Regions from separate parts of the Sus scrofa genome. Here region 1 is linked to region 2. A link is a contact called in public HiChIP or PLAC-seq data. All regions are on one chromosome and are shown on one strand. Each heading gives the region's core, a stretch centred on a gene start, on an enhancer-like site or on the middle of the called end of the contact. The rest is flanking DNA. Distances are from core to core; before and after follow the strand shown.

What was found. HiChIP or PLAC-seq counts read pairs in DNA pulled down with a chosen protein or histone mark.
Region 1: a contact with region 2 is called in an H3K27ac HiChIP or PLAC-seq map of alveolar macrophages. The contact joins the enhancer-like site here to the promoter of LOC102161784 in region 2. A contact is called at or near these places in 2 of 5 promoter capture datasets (liver and skeletal muscle), 17 of 47 Hi-C or Micro-C datasets (adipose tissue, blood, brain and 10 more) and 1 of 2 datasets of contacts at active chromatin or transcription factors (alveolar macrophages).

The regions. Positions count from the first base shown.
Region 1 is chr4:127,270,278-127,274,369 of Sscrofa11.1, reverse strand. No RefSeq gene overlaps it. Among named protein-coding and RNA genes, the nearest start is that of LRRC8B, 140 kb to the right of the region's middle. Within about 2 kb of position 1,614, at least 6 of the 83 cell types and tissues checked have an H3K27ac peak or open chromatin away from gene starts, as enhancers often do. A contact at or near this core is called in adipose tissue, alveolar macrophages and retroperitoneal adipose tissue, where this site is marked.
Region 2 is chr4:127,221,394-127,225,688 of Sscrofa11.1, reverse strand. It overlaps LOC102161784 (guanylate-binding protein 6-like), which reads right to left and starts at 3,024. Exons shown (of 17, transcript XM_005663708.3): 1 at 1,888-3,024; 2 at 1,480-1,587. The coding sequence starts at 1,891. It overlaps LOC106510239 (a long non-coding RNA gene), which reads left to right and starts at 1,001. Exons shown (of 2, transcript XR_002343639.1): 1 at 1,001-1,184.

The sequences.
Region 1 (4,092 bases), core at 365-2,864, 50 kb before region 2:
TGTGTTTTAAAATGGGGTGGATTTTTTTTTTCAAAATTGAAGTATCTTCTCTGATTTTCAATTGTAAAGTAATTGACTGTAACATAAACATATGCTCATTTTAAAAAATAGAGAGACTCATAGAAGAATAATGGTTCACATCTAATGCTACCTAGAGTAGTATAATAGGTTCATAATATTTTTGTGCCTATCCTTCTGGCTCTTTTTTTGTGTGTATTTAAACATTTTTTTTTGGGGGGGGGGCTGTATCCATGGCATGTGGAAGTTGCTAGGCCAGGGATCAAACCCACGCCACAGCAACGACCCAAGCCAATGCAGTGACAGCTCCCAGATCCTTAACCTGCTGTGCCACAAGGGAACTCCCTAATATTTTTGAAAGCGTTCACTGCCCTGTGCCCCTACACTGTTCACATAGTATGAGAACTGGACAAAAATAGGTCAGTAATAGGATGTGGTGTCTGTAAAGTCACAGTTATTTTTGTTGTTGTAGTTTTCTGTCTTTTTAGGGCCGCACCTGCGGCATATGGAAGTTTCCAGGCTAAAGGTTAAGTCAAAGCTGTAGCTGCCAGCCTACCCCACAGCCACAGCAACTCTAGATCCCAGCTGCATCTTCAGCCTGTACCACAGTGCTCACAGCAACACTGGATCCTTAACCCACTGGGTGAGGCCAGGGATCAAACCCACATCCTTATGGATACTAGTTGGGTTCGTTCCTGCTGAGCCACAATGGGAACTCCCTAAAGCCATGGTTCTAATGATACATTTAAAGTGCTTTTATTTTACACAGAAGCAAAACTCTACTGTGAGGACTTTGTATATATACTCCAGTTTTTAAGAGATATTTTACATGTGTGCATTAAGGTGTTAAAATAAGCAAAATATTAATAACAACATACACATTATAATGCATTATTATAAGTTTTGTGTCCTAAAAGCTTTCCCAGAAGAAGCATATATTTAACAAGTTCAGGGAAATATGTTCTGATTTTCTAGAGCTCATTAAAAGTTACCAATTTCAAATGATCACAATGAGGTTGATATGTGATGAGCCTTTTCTGGACATCTTCTCAGTTAAGCTTCACCAGTCATCATGAACTGGCTGTTCATGTGCCTGTCGCGAACGTGGTGGAAGAGTCCTGGAAAACTCAAAGCTGAGGCGGGGCAGTTGGTTGGTTTGCATGAGTGGTACCCGCAGCTTCCTCCCGTCCGGGTTCTGTTTTCCTCCACTCCATCTGGCAGAGCCAGGCGGGAGGTAGATTAGATGCCCTTGTTCCTCATTAAGGTTTCCGGACCGTTTATCCTTCTTCCACGGACCCCCAGGTCCTGCCCCCCCCCCCATATAAAAATACAAAACAACAACATCCACGGAGCACGCAGGTGTCTTTAAAGCACAGGTCACCAGACTGTACCACGCACCACTCCCTCTTGTTCCAGGGGGCCTGGATGTCCCGACCCTTCCATTCCCTGTGGATTTCAGCCCGTGATTCTGGCCCTCTCGACCACTGATGCTGCCGATCTTTGTGCCTGTATCAGCCAGCAGACAACCTTCGGATACCCTGACCTCTGCGTTCCTAACGTCTTCTCTGTCTTCTCCCCGCACCCTGGAGACTTTGCTGCTGGGAACTAAACCTCCTCCGTAACTCGATGTCCAGGGTCCAGCTCAGTCCTTCTCGAGGCCTCCTCCCTGTTACCGCCTCAAACGGCCCGCGCGCCTTCCTCTTCCGACTTTGTTTCAGAGCATTTAACCAAGATCACCATCCCTTTCTTCCTGAAACAGTGCTTCTGTCTGGCTGCTTCCCTGTTTTCTTTTTCCGCCTAGCAATTGCTTTCAGTTTCCAATTCTGTATCCTCTGTATGTTTTATGCTATAAACATCGTATCTTCTCAGTGTCTAGTTTTTTCTCCCTTAATTCAGCCTCATGGAAAAGCAAATATATATAAATGATGTCCAGATTTATATTTTCCAGCTGTCTTCACTCTTGAACTTGAAGCTTTTAAATTAAGCTGCCTGTTTAGCATGTCTCCTCTATATCCAATACATTTCTCCAATTCAACATATCTACACTAACACTCTTGATTTCCTGCTGTGATCCAGAACCTGTTCCTCCTGTAGTCTTTTTATATCAGTAAGTAATAACTCCTTTAGTCCTTCTTAAGTCCCATTTTTCTCTCTAGGCTTCAATTCATTCCAGCGACAAGTCTTGTCAGCCCTAAATGTGAAATACAGCCAGTGTCCAAGTCTGCGTCTGTATAACCACACCTGGACTGCAGCGGTCATCGTGTCATGTCTTGCTCTCCAAGATTCTATTCCAGGACTAGTGATATTCACTGTTTTGAAAAAACTGAGATAAAATTCGTTTGTCACACAAGTTCCATGTGTGCATCATATTTCTACTTCTGTGTACAGCATAGCATGCTCCACCAAAAATTTAGATTCCACCTGTCACCATCTAGTTGATCCCCTTACCCGTGTCACTCTCCTCTGCTGGCTGACCCTTCCCCTCTGGTGACCACTACTTTGTTCTCAGACCCTACAATTTGTGTGTATGTGTGTTCATTTACTTTTTTTTTTTTTGCTTGTTTTTGTATTCCATGTATGAGTGAAGTCACATGGTATCTGTCTTTCTCCATCTGATGTATTTCACTTTGCACAATACCCTCAAGTGACATCCACATTGTCACACATAATAAATCAATAAGGCAAAGTTGCAGGTACAAAATTAACATACAAAAATATACTCCATTTCTCTATACTAATAAGAAGCCAGCAGAAAGAAAAAGAAAATGATCCCATTTATAATAGTGACAAAAAGAATAAAATACCTTGAATAAATTTAACCAAGGAATTGAAAGACCTGTACACTACAAACTGTAAAACACTGATGAAAGAAATTGAAAAATATGCAAGTGAATGGGAAGATGTCTCTGTATCTCATAGGTTTTGGTGTGTTATATTTTAATTTTCATTTGTCTTCAGGCATTCACCTTTGATTTCTTCATTGGCACAACAGTTGTTCAGTAGCATGTTGTTTAGTCTCCACATATTTCTGAGTTTTTTCCAGTTTTTTTTCTTGTAGTTGATTTCTAGTTCCAAACCATTATGATTGGAAAAGATGCCCAATATGATTATAGTTTTTAAAAATTTATCGAGGCTTGTTTTGTTTACCAGCACATGGTCTATGCTTGAGAATGTTCCATGTGCACGTGAGAAGAATGTATATTCTGCTGCATTTGGGTGGAATGTTCTATACAAATCTATAAATCTCTCTGTTCTAATGTATCATTCAAGACATTGTTTTCTTGTTGACTTTTGTGCAGATGATCTATCCATTGATGTAAGTGGGACATTAACTTTCCCTACTGGTATTGCATTGCTTTAATTTCTCCTTTTAAGTCCATTAATAATTGTTTACCTACTTTGCTGCTTCTATGTTAGGGGTATATACATTGATCAATTTTATGTCTTCTTAATGAATTATCTTCTTTATCATTATTTAATGTTCATCTTTTTCTCTTGTTACCTTTGTTGGCTTGAAGTTTATTTTGTCCCAGATGAGAGTAGGCTACACCCATTTTCTTTTGGCTGATGAAAGAAATTGAAAAATATACAAGTGAATGGGAAATTGTTTCTGTATCTCACTGAATTTCTTTCAATTTCTTTCTCTTTGCTCAAACCCTTCACTCTGAGCCTGTGTTCGCCTTAGAGCTGGGGCAAGTCTCTTGGAAGCAGCAGACAGTTAGGTGTTATTGTTTTAGTCCATCTAGTCATTCTGTGTCTTTCAATGTGACTTCAGTCCATTTCCACTTAGGATGATTATTGATAAATGAAGACCTGGTACTGCCATTTTATCTCGTGTTTGCTGGTTGTTCTATGTAGCCACTGTTTCTTCGGCCTTGTATTTCTGTCTGCCATATTGGTTTGCTGGTTTTCTATGGTGTTTTTCTCAGTCTCCTCTTTTTTAAAGTTTCGTGTCTCTGCTCTAGATTTATGTTTTGTGGTTACCACTGGGTTTCTATAAAGTTGTCTCATAGATAAAATAGTCCTTTTTCTGCTAATAGCGTCTTATCTTCATTTGCTTATATGGGTTCTTTC
Region 2 (4,295 bases), core at 1,775-4,274:
GCAGCGCTGAGTTGCTCCTTCCCAATTTTCAGAAAGTCCCAGAGAGAAGCTGCCTGGGAGGGGTCAGAGGCAAGCCTGGCCCTGAGTGGTGGCTTAAGGCTACAAGGCCAGGGGACAGCAGGCTTGTTTCCCAACGTTCATGGTTGGAACTGGGGGTGAGATGAGGCTGCAAATTCTATGCGGCTCATTTGTTTTTGGATCTCATCCCCCCCCATCCATAAATAAAGGCAATCAGAGCTCTGAGTCCAATATGTTTTCTCTCCACACCCTAAAAAAGGGTAGAATGTGAATCTAGCATGGTGCCCAGGTTGAGAACCAATGACAAAAGGACATACAGTGAGGACACTCGAGGTTGTGGATGGAGAAAATGCCTGCCCCCCCCCCCCGCCCCGTTCTCCCCCCCTCCCACAAAGCCAGGAGAAGACTCTCATCCCTCATCTCTGCAGGCAGGGTTCTTTCTGCTCCACCTGCTGCTGTCCTGGTTAGGTGACATGGTGTGAGGCTGTCACCTGCCACCCACCACTGGTCAAATGCAAATGCTGAGCTTTCTCAGAACTACAGCCACCGCCTGAACCCTGCAGTCGAGACCATCAGGCTCCATTGCCCATCCTCCCTGGCCTCTCCGTCCCTCACAGCTCGGCAGGTCCATGAATTTAAAAACAAAAACAAACACCTCCCAGTTGTTCCCCACTGATCCTGCTCGCTTACCCGCCCCCACCCCGGCCTTTTCTGTTGGTATAAACCATAGGAGCTGAAAGAAACTGCATTATTTACATTCTCGTAAAGGAAAGAGTGAAAACCTGAAACTAAAAATCACAGTCATTTGGGGTTTCAGGAAGGGGGCCCTGAGGATTAGGGACTCCTCATTTGGAAACAATGAAGGATGAAAAATAGGCTTAGACCATACAGTTGTTTTTAAGAGTTGGTTAGAGAGTGAGAACGAATCATTTCCTATAAGTATAGCGTTGTAGAGTCTTTGGAATATTACATATGGTCCATATAGGAGGGTTTTGGGTTTTTTAAAATATATATATAAATTCTAAGCTTCGCCAGTGCCCAGCAGGGGGCAGCCGGGACGTCTGAGGAAAGAAGGAGGGAGCGGCCCCATTCAGCTCCCCTGCGAGGGGCTGGGCATTGGGGGTTGGTCCCTCAGTTCTGGAAAGCACTTCGCCCCCTTGGCGCAGGTGAGGTAGGATGCTCTCCTCCCCGTGACCGGTCCGTGCTGCAGCCTCGCGTGGACGCTGCAGAAGGAGCAGCGCCGCATCCCAGACCCAAGCTTGGCAGGCGCCCCAAACGCAGCGGATGAGCCGCCCCAGCAAAGCGCCCCGCGGGCCGCACACCCTTGGGATGGTTCTGGCCGCCAGCAGCCTTCGGGCGTGTTGTGTGGGGTCGGGGCTGGCGGCGGCGGGGGGGGGGGGCGTTTATTGTTGTTATTTAACAGAAAGTTGCTTGGAAGGTAAAGTTTAGGAGCAGACTTACCTGTGGGCGCGGATGCTGCACCAGGAGCCACGTGCTCGGCGGCTCTGGGTCCCCCCGGGGCTCCGCCAGCGTCTGGCTCCTCCAGAAAAGGATTCTTCTCTTTAGAAGCTGAAAAGCAGGCCGGTTACTAGAACCTGTAGCCGTCCTGTTAGGAACGCTTGAGGAGAAACGAAACTGAAAGGAAGGTTTTTTTTTGTTTTTTGTTTTTTTTGGTTTTGGTTTTTAGGGCCTCACCTGCAGCACAAGGAGGTTCCCAGGCTAGGAGTCAACTCAGAGCTACACCTGCCGGCCTCCCCACAGCCACTGCAGCGCACAGCAGGACCCCAGCCTGTCCGGGACCTTCCCGACAGCAGCCCCGATCCCCACCCCCTGAGCGAGGCCAGGAACCCGGCAAGACCCGCATCCTACCCATTGTTTCTGCTGGGCCACAGGGGGAACGCCCTCGCTTGGGTTTTGTTGTTACAGTTTTTAATCTGGTTTCTAAGGAGGCTCAAGACCCAAGACTGTGGCTGAAACCCAGGCTGGCCCCTGGTCCACGGCTGGCTTCGGTGTCCTTGACTCTCAGCAGCAGGTGTAATGTGAGCAAGGCAGCCGCGGGCGGAGCTGGTTCCACAGCCCCGCTCTTTTCTAGGAGAGGCAGTGGAGCCTATTTTTGGTTTTAGCTGTTTGCTTTGAATCTCCTTTTGTTTCTCTCTTATTTTAAAGTACTCTTGTTAGTAACCTAAGTACTTTTTCACTAACAATATGTGAGTTATGAAACTCCTAATTTTACGGTCCAGAAATAATCACTATTATTTTGTAGCATACTCTGCCATTTATTTTGGGGGGACGGGGGGGGGGTTGTTCTTTGAAGGATTATGGAGGTCTGGAGGTTATATGTTTTGACTGCTTGTTTCAAATGAAATAATATAAAGGTACAAATTCAAATATTAATATTAATTCAAAATGGGTAAAGAAAACATATTCATCAATACTTTTTTTTTTTTTTAAAAAAGCTGGAAAATGGAAGTTCCCGTCGTGGCGCAGTGGTTAACGGCAGTGGTTAACGAACCCGGGGAGTATCCATGAGTCCCTGGCCTCACTTAGGATCCGGTGTTGCCCTGAGCTATGGTGTATGATGCAGATGCACCCGGATGCTGGGCTATATCGGAGGTCAGCAGCTCCAGCTCCAATTTGATCCCTAGCCTGGGAACTTTTATATGCTTCAGGTGTGGCCCTAAAAAGAAAAAAAATTTAAAAGAAAGTGGGTGACTGGAGGAAATAGATTTTTTAAATTTTTTATTATAGTTGATATACGGTGTTCTGTCAATTTCTGCTCTACAGCAAAGTGACCCAGTTATACATATATATATATATATATATGTTCTTTTTCTAATAATATATTCATCATGTCTGTTGCAAGTGACTGGATATAGTTGCTTGTCCTATGCAGCAGAATCTCACTGCTCATCCACTCCAAATGCAAACAGTTTGCATCTACTAAGCAAAAACTGGTCCACCCCACTCCCTCCCACTCCCCACTGGCCACCACAAGTTTGTTCTCTAAGCCCATGAGTTTATTTCTGTTCCGTATATAGGTTCATTTGTACCCATTTTATTTTTATTTGTTTATTTGTTTATTTATTTATTTACTTGCCTTTTTTAGGGCCCCACCCATGGCATATGGCAGTTCTCAGATGAGGGGTTGAATTGGAGTACAGCTGCTGGCCTACACCACAGCCAGAGCAGTGCAGGATCTGCGGATCTGAGCCTCATCTTGGACCCACACCACAGCTCATGACAACTCCAGATCCCCAACCCACAGAGCGAGGCCAGAGATCAAACCCCCATCCTCATGGATACTAGTCCGATTCATTTCTGCTGCACCACAATGGGAACCCCCAATTTGTGCCATAGTTTAGATTCCACATATAAGTGATATCATATGGTATTTATCTTTCTCTTTCTGACTGACTTCATAGTATGAGAATCTCTAGTTCCATCCATGCTGCTGCAAATGGCAATATTTTGTTCCTTTTTATGGCTGAGTAGTATTCCAGGGTGTATATGTATCACATCTTCTTAATCCATTCATCTGTCGATGGACATTTTCGCTGTTTCCACGTCTTGGTGCCTGTGAAGAGTGTGCACTGAACATAGGGCTGCATGTGTCTTCTTCAAGGAAAGGTTTGTCTGGGTATATGCCCAGGAGTGGGATTGCTGGGTCATATGGTAGTTCTATATTTAGTTTTCTATATTAAATTATAATTGTAGGTCTATATTTAGTTTTCACAAAGCTTGGTGGAGGCCGAAGCTGCGGTTATACAAGCAAGCCCTTCTAGAGAAGCAAAAGCATGATGCAGTTTCAGGTCCATGTTCTGCTGAAGGCCGGTGTTACTGTGTGTGCACATACATTGTCGTTCATCTTTGCTGCTGGAAATGCCCCTTCGTACATGTGTCCAAAACATTTTCAAGGATGGTCTATTCTAGGCTAGAGAATTTTGAAATGTGTGACCATGGCATCAAGTCAGTGAAACCGTGCTGGCAAAAAAATACTGATTTACATTTGTGCTGCTTATCACTGTTGTACCTTCAAAACCTTCAAGCCAGCATCTGCGTTGATGAAGGGAAATTAATGGAGGCAACAAGGTGTAAGCAAAAGACTCACACCAGGCTGTGCACGGGGCTCTGAATCCCTGGTCCAGGCTCCTCCCCAGAGCTCTGTGAAGGGGCCAGGGCCCCAGGTCATAGTGGGTTCTGGTTGTCAGATGGGCTTTTTCCGTGTAACCTGAGATGCTCCAGCCCAAACCTGAACAGTGGAGTCAGGTCACAGACCG